Regions from separate parts of the Arachis hypogaea genome. Here region 2 is linked to region 1. A link is a contact called in public Hi-C data. All regions are on one chromosome and are shown on one strand. The core of a region is the stretch at or near the end of the contact, and the rest is flanking DNA. Distances in the headings are between cores, read along the strand shown. Region 1 holds the start of LOC112737495 (cellulose synthase-like protein H1). Region 2 has its middle 11 kb from the start of LOC112737502.

Region 1 (7,388 bases), core at 1,825-4,324:
CTGTTTGTTTACGTAATTAATCTCATTTTTCTTTCATTTATTTACGACTCTAATATTCATGTGATTCGTTAATTATCTCCACATATAGTAAGGTCCCCATTCTAAATTAAAATCGCCAGTGCCTGTTACGGTCCCAATCCACTTAATGGCATTGGATTTTTGTGGTATGCTAGTTTTGTTTCAGCATGAGAGAGATTGTATTAAAAAATATTAATATCATTTGGTATTATTATAAACCACACTTAGCTTTTTTTTTTTTTTCTTTTCAAAAATCCTAAGAAAAAAGAAAAATACACGCATAAGTAACTCTCTTCCTATTCGAACAGACAATTTGTTGAAGATTATCTATGGAGTGAATCATACACATGATTAATTAGTATTGGTTTTAGCACCATAATGAGTTAAATATCTTATTGTCAAGGATGATCTCCTAAATTTTAGTGACAAGATCATAATCTTTATATTTGTTGAGATAATACAGATTTTAAAATTGAGTAAAGTATTATTTTTGTCTTTAATGTTTGGGTAAGTTTTAAAATTGTCTCTAACATTTAAATCATTCTATTTAAGTTCATAACATTTTAAAATTGACTCAATATTGTTCTTCAGTTAAGAATCTGTTAACATAATTGACAACAGATCAAAATTGAGACGATTTTAAAACGTTAAAGACTTAAATAGAATGAAAACGTTGGGAACAAAAATAATACATAGAAATAAATTTTAATTTTATCTTTCAATAATATCAATTTTTTACTGTACATAGTATATATTCAATTATTTTTTAATCACATCTAAGTATAAATTACACTTAATCACATTATTTTTATTCTAAATAAATTTATTTTTTTATAATTTTACTCTTAAAGATTTTTAGTTATCATACAATATTTGTAGAATGACTAGTACATATATAAACTTGCAGAAAAAAAATGATATATATATATATATAAAATATAAATCGTACTTTTTGTCTCTAATATATTAAAATTATTTAATGTTTAATTTAGTTAAATTTTATTTTTAATTTTATTCTTCAAGATATCAAATTTTTATGGTAGATAATTATTTTTTAAATTTTATTTTTAATCACATTATTTTTTTAAGTGACTTTATTTTTTATTAAGAGTAAAATTAAATAATTTCAATAATTTTAATTTTGAATAAATTTGGAAAAATAATTATGGTAATAATAACAACTAATTAAATTACGTCGTGTAATTATTATGATTCGGTTGCACGCATCAATTGTTATATTGTATTGTAATATTATAAGTTATAACTTACATACCTCTTACAATTAGTGAAAAATATATTGATCAAATTGTCTATTTTAAATTTAATAAAATATTATATAAATTAAACTTTCTTATTTAAATATATAATATATGTAAAACGTGTGAGATAATAATTTCAATAATTTTAATTTTTTATAATTTTAATCTTTTTACGATAAATAATTATTTAATTTATTTTTTAATTTTGTTCTTAATAAAAAATAATAAATTTACTTAGAAAAAATAATATGATTAAGAATAAATTAAAAAAATACTTGAATAGTTATTTACCAAAAAAATTTGATATTATTGAAAAATAAAACTAAAAATAAAGTTTAACTAAATTAAACATTAAAGAATTTCGATACATTAGAGATAAAAGGTACAATTTATACTTTATTGTGTATATATATATATATATATATCATTTTTTTCTTTTTTGTAAGTTTATGTACTAGTCATTCTACAAATATTTCATGATGACTAAAAATCTTTAAGTGTAAAATTATAAAAAAAAATTATTTAGAATAAAAGTAATGTGATTAAGTGTAATTTATTTATATGTGATTAAAAAATAATTGAATACTATGTATAGTAAAAAATTGATATTATTGAAAGATAAAATTAAATTTATTTTTATGTATTATTTTTGTCCCCAACATTTTCGTTCTATTTAAGTCCCAACGTTTTAAAATCGTCTCAATTTTATTCCGCCGTCAATTCTGTTAACGAATCCCTAATAGTAAGATAACATTGAGCCAATTTTAAAATATTAGAAATTTAAATAAAATAATTTAAATAGAACAACTTTAAAACTTACCCCAAACATTAAGGACAAAAACAATACTTTACAAAAGAATAAAGACATCTCTAAAGACATTTTAAAGTGGAATAGACTTCAAACAATCCAAAACTTAATCCCCATCAGAATTTTTAATAATGCATCCGAAACCAAATATATACTCCTATCAAACGATAAATTAGCATCACAATTGATTTTGTAGAAATTATCTTGAGAGCAGTTTTCCAATTGAGCCGCCAATTTAAGCCACACCTAGCAATTTGCTTACAATATGTCATATGTGGGTTAACTCCTTCTGAATAATGATGGAAAATTTTTAATTTTTTTAATTATTCTTTTAATATCTAAAATAAAAAAGATTTTGATTTTTTTCTCTTTTTAATGTTTTTAAAAAATAATACATAGTAATAATATAAAAATAATTAAAATGATAAATTAGAACTTTCAATAATTATTCAACTTCTTTTAAAAAAATAATGTATATGAAAATACAGCATATACTATAGTCAAAATTTAATTTTATTATAATTTGGAAGTCAAAATAACAACATATAGTAAATATATACTATATTTATTGATCTCTAGATGAGTAAATATATATAGATATGCCATATTGCTTTAATTTATTTTCTTGATAAGAAAAATACTTATTTTCTTACATGTTTTAAAAATTTATTAAAAATTTTAATGTATATTAGAAATAATCACCATTATAATCGCTTAATTTTTTGTATATTTAAAATTTATATTTTTCTCGTAATATTTTACTTTTTATTTTGCAGAATAGATTCATTTATGAAAATTTAATATTTCTGAATATAATCTAAATTCAAATAAAATATAATAAATTAATAATAAATCTAAATATAAAAAAAGTTATAATTAAAAAATTATAAAACCAATATATATAATTATGAATATTCTTAAAATACAAATTAAATATATTTTTAAATTATAAAGATTTCTCCAAACTTCTATTCTTAAACTTTTAAAAGGAACAATGAATTTTATTAATTAAAAGTTATGTTTTGTACTATATTATTTGTTTGATAAGCTAATGTCTAGAGGCGTATACCACTCATTTTTTTTTCTATAAAATAAGGCATATATTATATAGCACTCTATCAATAGAAACATAAGTTTTTCTCTCATCACCTTATTAGGTTGAATCAATGGCAAACCAAACCTCTCTTCCCTTCTATGAAAAACATAGGTTCAAATACAATTTCAAGAGAGTAATGGATGTCTTGATCTTAATCCTGCTGCTACTTCTACTTGGTTACCGAGTCATCTCTTTGGTCAACAACTACAGTTTCCATTGGCTTGGTGCTTTGATATGCGAATCATGGTTCACCTTAGTTTGGATTTTCACCATCACCACACAGTGGAATCCTGCTACTATTAAAACCTATCCAGAACGTCTCTTGCAAAGGTTTTACTTCTATATATCTCGTTTTACTTTTTATTAATAATTTTGAATATTAAAAACCCAAGATTTGTATACACAAAGATGGTATATATAATATGATATACTACAAATTAAAATTGTTTTTATCCTAAGACGATAGATGAGACAAAAAAATCTATCTGCATATTAAAATTAATTATTATATATTTATATATAAATATTTATAATTTAATTTATTATTGTGTATATTTTATATTTTAATATATATTTTATATTGATAATTAATTTTATTAGCTAATTTTACTGGACATCTAATATAATAATAAATAAAAATTATTAAAAAATTTAATATATTTAATTAAATTATTATTTAAGAATTTTCGTTTATTATCTTTATACGAAAATAATAACTCTATGTGAGTAGTTACCGTATAACATTACTCTATTACTATCACTCGTTTATTAATAAATAAAGTTATGTTGCACTATATTGTATTGTTGGTTGCTTGCATGCTTGTTGATAGTGCATGTGTATGTGTTTGGTTTTTACTCTTTCTTCTTTCCATTAATAAAATAAAATTATTATATATGTTTCATATGTTGATTTGAACCGAACATAATAAATAAATAAATAAATAGATTAGTGAACTCGATCAGATACGTACACTTCATCTATGGAATTAGATGAACCGAGCCATCTTTTTCCCTCGGTTCCATCTAGGGGTGGCAAAGCAGGTCGGGCCGCCCCGCCTCGTCCCGTCCCGTCTAGGCCCGCCTCATAAATGGGGCGGATCGACCCGCCCCACCAACTAAAATGGATTTAAAATGTTAGTCCGCCCTGCTTTATGGTAGATTGGTGAGTTGGCGGGCTAGTCCACTTGACTTTTTTTTTTTTTAAATAAAATTCATTAAAATTAACTAAAAAATAATAATTAAAAAATCAAATACAATAAAAAATAGTCAAATTATAATATAATTTTTTTACTATTTTTTAATTTTTAATTTTAATAAAATTGTTCAAAATAATATTTGTTAATAGAATCATCTTTATTTTAAAAATTAAGTCACATAATTTGAGCTTATATTCGAAATTGTAAAATAAAATAAATAAAAATAACTATAAAAAGAAAAAAAACTAAAAATAAAAAAAATTCAAAAATTCTATAATTATTAATTTTATAATAATAATCACTCTTTTATTTAATAAAAAATAAAAATCTTCGGTTCGGCGGATCAGCCCATCCCGTCTCGTCAAAACTCACCAATTTGGCGGTGCGGGTTTGACGGGTTTTTTTAATTTGGCATGCTTCAAATCCTAGCCCGATCCGTGGGTTTAGCGGATCGACTCGATGGGTTCGACCCGTTTTGCCACCCCTAATACTTCCATCTAGCTGTCCAAGAGCTTCTACCATTTTATAGATTTATTATAATATAGAAGAAATGTTTAGTATTTAAAGAATTTTAAATCCGACGTTGGATCTTAATAAATTTTTATTGATTATAAATCTTCTAAAAAATTATTTTTATCGAATAAATTATTTTTTTATTTTAAATAAAGACTAATTTCAGTAGTTTTTTTTAGATTTAATTATTTTATAACAAAAATTTAATTAAAACTGACAAAAGGATCAATTTATCCGATAAAAAAATTTTTAAAAACTTAGTGAATAAAGTTTTAGAGTAAAGTATTAAATTGGTCTAGTCACCAAAAAAAAAGTATTAAATTGGTCTCTTACGTTGGGCGTAATTCTGGTCCTTAAAGTTTATTAAATCAAAAAAAGTTTCATTTAGCTTATCAACATAGTCCCACCGTGAGGTCAAAGTTAAATAATTAACGAAATGTCTTACATGACAGCGAACAAAGTCGATAATCTGAAGAATAAATACAAGCTCCAGAGACATAAATATATTATCGACCTTATTCTTGTACTACTGTTATATAGGACATTTCGTTAATTATTTAACTTTGACTTTACAGTAGGACTATATTATTGAAATTAAATAAAAAAATTTTAAATTCAAATAGAACACTTTAAACCTTAAAAACCAAAACAAAATTACGCTCAAACGTAAAAAACTAATTTAGTATTTTACACAAAATTTTATTAAAAATCAAAATGCTTAATTTAAAATTTATCGATAATATATATGTCTTCCTAACATATATTTTAAAGGAATTTTTTAATGCAGTGAAAAAATGATTTTTATCTCTTAATTAATATTTCTTAGGATATTCTTTAATTAAATTCTATTATTATTACTAATGAATTAAATTATTTAGACACTAATTACCCAATAAATTACCATTTTATTTATTAAATATAAAATTAAGTTAATTAAAATGATGAATATTGTAGGTTGCAAGAGCTTCCGGCGGTTGATTTATTTGTGACAACAGCAGATCCTGTGCTAGAACCGCCGATAATGACAGTGAACACAGTTTTGTCATTGTTGGCAATGGAATACCCAAGTGACAAGCTAGCATGTTATGTTTCAGATGATGCGTGTTCCCCTCTCACCTTCTACGCTCTTCAAGAAGCTTCTAAATTTGCCAAGCATTGGGTTCCTTTCTGTAAGAAATTCAATGTCCAAGTTAGAGCTCCATTTAAATACTTCTCTCATGTGCCTTATGATCATCACTTATCAACGCAACAATTCAAACAAGAATGCCTAAGGATGAAGGTATATATATATATATATTATGCTCACACCAAATATAGTTACTCATTTTTTTATTGTAAAATTACTTTTTTTTTTCCTTTTTTTTTTCAGAAATTTTAATTAGAATTAATAACTTAGTGTTAAAAATTTATTATTTAAGATTTAAAATTTAAAATTAAAAAAAGATAATTTTAGAATATTGAAAAAAATTGAATTTTTTAATTAAAACTCTAATTCAGTGTAAATAATTTTCATCCCATGCATGAATTAAATTTTGGAATATATATAATACTTCTATATATAAAAATAAAATTATAAACTATTAAAAATAAGAAAAAAATATTATTTATCTATCAAATAATAAAAAACTGGCTTTTAGTTATTCAATATTAATTTTTCTTTTTTAATTATAGAAATTTTTATTTTTTAGAGAATTAAAATTTAAAATTTAAGATAAATAGAATAATTTAAAAAATTAACTGATATTATCTGCAATTAATTAAATTTTAATTAATATTCCTTATTTTAATTTTTGGTCAATTCTATGGTACTTATGAGTTGGTGTCTAAATTTTGTCTAACTTATTTTTTGTAATAAATTTTGATTTTTTAAAATTATTTATTTTTATATCTTTTAAATTAAATATTAATTTTTAACTTTTTTAATAAGTAAATACCACTTTTTAGATATCATAACATTCATCTTAATTTTTATACATAATTATTATAAGTAAAATTATTAATTTTTAGGGTAAAACACCTAAATAAATCAAGGAGCCACCAATACTCAATAGTTCCAAAATGAAAAACGTTATGTAGATGTCTCCATGCATATATCTATGTATATCGAATTGATTTATTTCAAATTACACATTCTGGTACTAAAGTAAATCAGTTTGAGTCGAATTAGTAGGGTTATTGGTAAATCGAAGTTATTTTATTCGAATTACCAAGGATTGATATTCAAAATATAGCCTATGAATAGTAAATCGAATCAACTAAATTTACTACTCACATGTTATATTTCGAATCAACTAGGGTTGTTCAATAGTAAATCGAATCTAATTGATTCGATTCACTACTCATAGGCTATATTTCAAATATCAATCATTGGTAATTCGAATCAAATAACTTAGATTTATTAATAACCCTACTAATTCGATTCAAACTGATTCGATTTAGTACCAAAATATATAATTCGATTTATATAAATATATGCATGGAGATATTTACGTAACGTT
Region 2 (7,388 bases), core at 2,312-4,811, 34 kb before region 1:
TTTGTTCACTCGCACAACCTGTGCCAGCGCCCCCAACAAACTGGCCTTCCCAACGTGTGCGTGCGTACAGGTGCGTGTGCGGACGCACAGGTCACAATTCATCCTTAGATATGTACGCGCACAAGCTGTGCTAGCGCTGCAAACAGAACGCATTTCCCTGCCTGTGCGTGTGCACAGGTGTGTACGTCTGCACAGATTAAAATTTTTGCAGGTTGTGCGTCCGCACAAGGCCGTGCGTGTGCACATATCAGAAATCATAAAATTCTGCAACTTAGCATAATTTCAGATTTTTAACACCAACTTTGAATGATCATAACTTCCTCTACAAAATTCTAATTTTCACAAACTTTGTATCAATTTAAAGGGTTTTCAAAGATCTTTAATTCTAATCAAATTTTAATCAATTTCGAAAACTGAAGCAAAAGTTATGATCGAACAAAGTTCACAAAAATTTCTTTTTTACCCAATTTTTACATGTACCCAAATTTACCAAATTCACAAGCCACATCCAACTAGATCAATACCAAACTTCCATTTCCAGCACAATTTATCCTTTTAAATCACATTGCACCATTCTCAATCATCAAACACCAAATATGTGACACTAAGCTCAATTGTTCCACCAACACATTTACCAACCATCAATTTATTCCTATCACTTATCATCATCAATTTCATTCATACTTATATCAATATTCCACCATATACAATCATTCAAATCATCAAACATCACAACTCAACATCGTCATTTCCCAACAAAACAACATCAATTTAGCATACAACTTCAACCAACTATCATCAACAACCATATAAATCCAACCTATCCTATAGGTCACTAGTCTAAGTGTCCATGAATATTATATACTACATTGAGAAAACCGAAACCATACTTTGGCCGATTTCCTATATGCACCAAAACTCCAATTTAGCACAAACAAGCTCCCAACCACAATCCAAGCTTTCAATTCCACTCCAATAAGCAAAATTAAGTTCTAATAGCTCCCAAAGCCACAATAATCAAACTATATGCATACAAATCACCTCAAATCAACCTAGGATTCCAATTAAATATAAATTCACAAGGGTTTAATGGCTCTTACCTTTTTCAATGGATTTAATAGCAAAAATCCAAGGCTAAGCAAGGATTAGAGTAAACCTAAACATCCAAAATAAAAAAACTCACTTAATCACAAACCCTAAGAACCAAAATTTTAGAGAAGAATAGAAAGGATTTCGTGGTTACCTCTCCAATTTCTTATATGGGTTTTGTAGAGCTCTTCACGAGGAACACATAGCTGCAAAGGGTGCGGCGATCGGAGCTCCGTAGCTCAAGATATGAGCTAGAGAAGAAGAGGGTGAATAGTGTTTCTTCTTCCCCTTCTCCCCTTTCTATTTCAGCTGGTGGTGGTGGGAAATGGATCCTCTCCATTTTTTTGAACACTTGAGAGAATAAAGTGTGATTTCTCACTTTTAATTCTATAAGTGGGACCAAAACTAAATAAGAGAGAGAGCAATAAACGATAGGATTAAACACTGGACACCATCCAGTTTTTTCTCCACTGGAGAGGATCCACTCTCGGTGGTGGTGTATTATGAGTGTGTTGTTTGCTAAAAAGGGTTCATTAATGAACCTTATATATGTTGGGCTTGGGCCCGGTCCAACCCATTAGCGTTTTTATTCCGTTTGGCCCAACTTCGGGCCAAACCTTTAAAACTAACACCTGGTTTTCTATTTCTAATGTTTTTGACGGTTTTCACTTTTTCTCCTGCGGTACCGGACAGACATGAACCGGTTCAGCTGCCGGTTCGTAGTTTTTCACGATTTTTTGCAGAAAACACATTTTCTGACTCAGAAAAACCTACTGAGTCCAAAAATCATACTTAAATCCTCAAATTCTCACTCTAAATTTTTAGAATCTAATTTGGGCAATTAATCACTTAATTAACCAGTTGATTAGTTGTGGTTCTTACAATGTGTGAGCGGCTCGTCGGGTGGGTCGGGTCAGCTACGGGTGGCGCATTTGTGTGACTTTGTTTTTTCGGTTTTTTTCCCCCAGAGCGTCAAAACAACGCCGTCTTCGGTGAACAATAAACTAGAAGCTGTGAAAACCCGGCCGGTTCGGCCGGTGTGATCGATTTTTCCACCGGTTCTTTGCATGACAGTTTTGGGAATCATTCAGACTACCCAGGTGACTGGTTTCCTATTATCCGGATCGAACCGACTAGTACAGTCTGGTCCAGTTTTCAGAACCTTGATTTTTACATTACACAATTATTTAAGTCACTAAAGGGTTTAAGAATATTAGATATTCTTAGTGCGTCAAATCTTCTCAAACTAAGCTTGATCTCTAATAGACCAAGTATAAATGTTCAATAGTTTTGTCCTTAAACTACACATAAAAAAATCCGAGATTTAACTTCAAGATACTATCAAATGTAAAAAATTTCTAAACACTCTGTCCTGTAATCAAAAGAATTCATAAGAATCATAAAACTGTGTTGTTCAAAAATATCGTGATTAAATATTTATCGTTTTAGTTCTAATATCTTATTCTTTATTTTGTAAAATCTCTTCCGATTTCATAACAGAATTTTCTTAGTTACTTTCAAAATATTTTGATTTATGATTCCTTGGACTAAAATAATCGACTTGGTATTTTAGTATTGTAAAAATTCAATTCAAATTTCTTACTTATATCTCAATAAAAAAACATGATTTTTTTGTCTTTTTAAATTAAAGTTTTATTTTGATACACTAATAGTGTAAAATATTTTATATAATCATTCAACTTCATTCTTTCTTTTATATAACCATTTATACTATTAATGTAAAACGCAATTATCTTTTTTGATATGTTGCTATATAATTGGATGCACATATTAAATTATTAATCTTAAAATATTATTTTATTCTTTTAGAATTTAATAAAAGGTTATTTTAGTATTTTTAATATTAAATTTAAATTCATAATTTCTAATACAATAAATCAACCTCAGTAATAATTTAGTGTTTTCTAAATTAATGCTTAAAGAGATATCTTAGTCCTTTAAGAATAAACTAAAAGGAATTTTTAATTTTTTTTATATTATTCTTCAAAAATTGTTTTGTTCTTTTGAAAATAAATATAAAGGTGTTATAATTTTTTTATAAATTAATAATTAAAATTTTTATATGCATATTTTTAAAATCTGTTTCATGTAGCATTTTTATATTTTCTATTTTCTGTATTAATTTTTTAATTCATCCTTCTTTATTTTCATTTAAATCTTATATAAGAGAAAAAAAAGTTTTTACAATTTCAACTTGTCTTTTCAATTAACCATATTCTAAAAAAGTGAAGAAAACCAATTATTCTCAACATGCTGTTTTATCTTTATTTTCTCCTACTTCAATAGACTTGCTTTGCAATTTTATTGTTTTCGGTAGGCTCATCTTTCCCTTAAAAGAGTTTTTTTTTTTTCTTTTCCAACAATTCTATACAACTCTTATATCCTAAACCCAATAACAGTCCATATCCCATACACGCTTGGTCCATAGTCTTTGCTCCAATCCATACAGAATAGCGGTTACGGGGCCCACTTCCAAAGCCCATTACGGGCATCCCTCACTCACTCTGACTAATTGGCGTGGCTCCAACATCATGCAGCCTCGACAGGGACTCTGACACCTTTGCCGAGCTGCTCCCCTTCATGGATCATCTTGCCACTTGTCACAACAACCTTTAATAAAAGGGAATCTCTCTAACTCTGTATAGATTAACATCTGTACGCTATAATTTTTTTAATATTTAAAGTGTCTTATTTTAATTCAAAAAAATTATTTAGCTTTAATATAGTCTTATCGTGAAGTCAAAGTTAAATAACTAATGAAATGTTCTACATGATAGTAGTATAAGAACAAGATCGATAATTTGAAAAACAAGTACAAGCTCCAAAGGCACAAAATCAACTGTGGATGTATCAATACATTTATTTATCATTCTTCTTACAATTTAAATGAAATATTTTCTATAGAACTAAGGAGAATGATAAATAAATCTATTGATATATCCGTGGTTGATTTTGTGCCTTTTGAACTTGTACTTGTTCTCTAGATTATCGATCTTCTTCTTGTACTGCTGTTATGTAAGACATTTCGTTAATTATTTAACTTTGACCTCACGATGGGACTAAATTGAAACTAAATGAAACTTTTTTGGATTCAAATAGGACACTTTAAACCTTAAGAACTAAAATAAGATTACGCCCAAACATAAGGGACTTATTTGGTACTTTACCCTATATACATAATATATATTTTTATTTTTTATTAATTGTTACATGTTAAAATTTGATTAGAAGAGCTAAATTCATCTTTACACACTGTTTGGTTTAAAATAATACGGAGGAAAAGAAAATATAGAAAAAGAAAATAGGTGAAAAATCAAATTTTCTATTGTTTGGATGACCAAATAAAAAGATTTATTATTAATAAAGATAATATATTAAAATCTTAAAATATAATTTGAATGATTTTTTCTATTAAAAAATTAATTTAAATACATTAATAAATTATAATTTATATATAATATAGGTAAAGGTATTAACGTAATTTTATTCTGGTATAATTTTTTCTCTTCTTACTTTTTCTTTCATCCAAACAAAAAAAAATTCACATATTTTATTTTCATTCATTTTCTCTTTATCCAAACAATAAAAAAAAAATACACTTTTTTTTCCATTTTTTTCTCTCATTTTCTTTCCTCTTATTTTTTATTTTGCATTCAATCAATGCCTTTGAGGGACTCTCTCTCTCTCAAAATAAGAGCCAAATCTCTCTTTAAATTTCACCCCAATGTATAATTTTTTTTTCTGATAGCATAGTAATAATGTCTCCAAAATTTGTGTCATTGGAGATGCTCTAAAGCACCAAATATACAAAACATGACAAATGTAAAAACAAAAATCATTCACCTAATGTTTGAGAAGTTTTGTCCAAAAGTAGGTTTTTCTTTTTTAATAGTTTAATTTTAATGTATTGGTAGTGTAAAATATTTTACACAGTCGTGCAATTACATCCGTTCTTTTAGATGATCATTTATGCAGTTAATGTAAAAGGTAGTTATTTTTACTATGTGACCTTGCGTAATTAAATGCACGTATAAAACTACTTTATACTGACTGTGCATCAAAAATTTTTTTTCAATTATTTCTCAAATAAAACTGAAAAAAATAATAAAAGAGCAACCCATTTAACCCAACAAACCCTTCTATTCAGCCCAAGGTTCTAAAAACCGGACTGGACCGACCAGTTCAACCGAGTTATCTGGGAACCAGTCACCTGACCAGTCCGGATGACCCCCATAACGGACCTGCAAAAAATCGATCCGACCAGTTTTTTACCCTGGGTCCTAAACAGCGACGTTTTGAGATACGAACAAAAAAAAAAAACCCGCATTCGCTGACCACTTGACCCGGTAACCCAACCCCTTGTGCAAACTGGAGACCTCAGTCCCCTCACTCACTAGCCACCACACATTCCACCCTAATTTCACTTCCAAGTTCCAATCTTCATCCAACAACAAAGGCCACCATCCCTCCCAGTCTACCACAATTGACGCTGTCACCGGGCAGAAGGACCTCCAACAGGCAGAAGGAAGTCACTGTCGCGGATTGAAGCTGCTGCAGCGGCGTCGTCATCTGAACTCCAAAGCTGGTCTGGTCATTCGGTCGGCGTCGTCTACTCGTCTGGTCGGCGGAAGGTGCTCTGTCAACGTCTCTGTTCTGTTGTAGTGACCTAGACACCTTCTCTGCTCTCTGTCGTGGTTAGTTGTACTGGTTTTTCAACCAATTTTTTTTATTTTGTTAATGAATTATATGAATTGATGTAGAGTTCTTTATTTGGTTAATTATATAGATTCATGCAGAGTTCTGCTTCTGTATGTAATAGCTGCTGTATGTAATTCAATTTTGGATTATTTGGTTAATTATATGTAATGGTTGCTGGAATTTGAATTTTGCTAGAATTTTAGATTTTGAAGTTTGCTGGAATTGTTGAAATGGCTACTGTATGTTTTATGTAATTCTCTGAATTTTGCTGTATGTAATTCACTAATTTCAATAATTTGTAATGGCTGGCCAGCTGCATGTAAATTCAATTTTAATTCCTGAATTTTGCTGTAACTGACTAATTGTTGTAATGGCTGCTGTATGTATTTTATTAAATTGTAATTTGTATATTGTATGTAATTTTGATGGAACAAGCACAAAGTGATCAACAACCACAAGATAATGCTGTCTAAGAATCTCAAACAAGTTCTTCTGGAGGAAAATCTGACCTGGCTTGGAAATATTTCACTGAGAAGTATGATATTGGAACACTTAATGATGATTATGATTTCTAATGAGTGGTGTATTTGTTTAGTTGAAAACTTGTTTATTTAATGTTGTTTCTTTTGGTGGTAGAACATTTTGTATTTGTCATTTATGTGCGTTTTGATTTTCTTTAGTTATAAACTTTGATATTTGAAGTTGTTTATGAACTTTTAGTGATAAATTATGGATAATTTATTATGTGAAATCAAATTTTGAATTTTATTAGTTTAAAAATTATTGAATTTAAATATTAAAATTGTATATTAATTTTTTTTTATAATTTTACTCTATATTTAATTAAATTGATTCAACTACGGTTTGACTCCGATTGAACCATTGAACCAGTCACTCGACCGGTTTAATGACTAGTCCGGTTTTCGCAACCTTGATCCAGCCCATCGGCCTATGTAGTTTGAGCCGGCCAATCTGTTTAACATCCTTACTAAAATAAACGGGTTATCCCTAAGGTAGGGCTTGAAAATTTTTTTCATCCCCAACTTTTTTTTTCTTACAAAATCGTCCCTAAGGTTTAATTTAATTTTAAAATAATCCTTCAGATGAAAATACCCTTCCATTTTCTTTTCCAAAATCAACCAGAAGTAGAAGCAGAAGCAACACCAATAAAACAACAACTAGAAGCAGAAGAACAACAATAACAATGAATAATGGAATCTGAAGACAACAACAAAAGCAACAAGAAGTAGAACAACAACAACAATAAAAGAACAACAACAACAATGGATAATGAAATCATAAGAAGAAACATAAGAAAATCATCATCATCCTCGTCATCATCAAAACTCAGAACCCACCACCACCACCCCTACCCACTACCACTCCATCACCATCTGCATCACCCCGTCCAGAACTCAGAAAATAATCATCATATCGTCATCATCATCAAAACTCAGAAATCATAACTCAGAACTTAGAAAAACAAGAACCCAAAACTCAGAACTCAGAAAAACAAGAAAATCATCATCACCATCACCAAAACTCAGAACCATTAACAGAACTTAGAACTAAAATTCTTC

Evidence for each region. A called contact is a pair of places that touch in the nucleus more often than the background predicts.
Region 2: a contact with region 1 is called in a Hi-C map of leaf, with 2.0 times the contacts expected there. The contact joins the enhancer-like site here to the promoter of LOC112737495 in region 1. A contact is called at or near these places in 3 of 8 Hi-C or Micro-C datasets (all in leaf).

What each region holds. Positions count from the first base shown.
Region 1 is chr13:16,951,647-16,959,034 of arahy.Tifrunner.gnm2.J5K5, reverse strand. LOC112737495 (cellulose synthase-like protein H1) reads left to right here and starts at 3,074. Exons shown (of 9, transcript XM_025787416.3): 1 at 3,074-3,511; 2 at 5,845-6,169. The coding sequence starts at 3,252.
Region 2 is chr13:16,985,709-16,993,096 of arahy.Tifrunner.gnm2.J5K5, reverse strand. No RefSeq gene overlaps it. Among protein-coding and RNA genes, the nearest start is that of LOC112737502, 11 kb to the right of the region's middle. Within about 2 kb of position 3,561, at least 3 of the 3 cell types and tissues checked have open chromatin away from gene starts, as enhancers often do.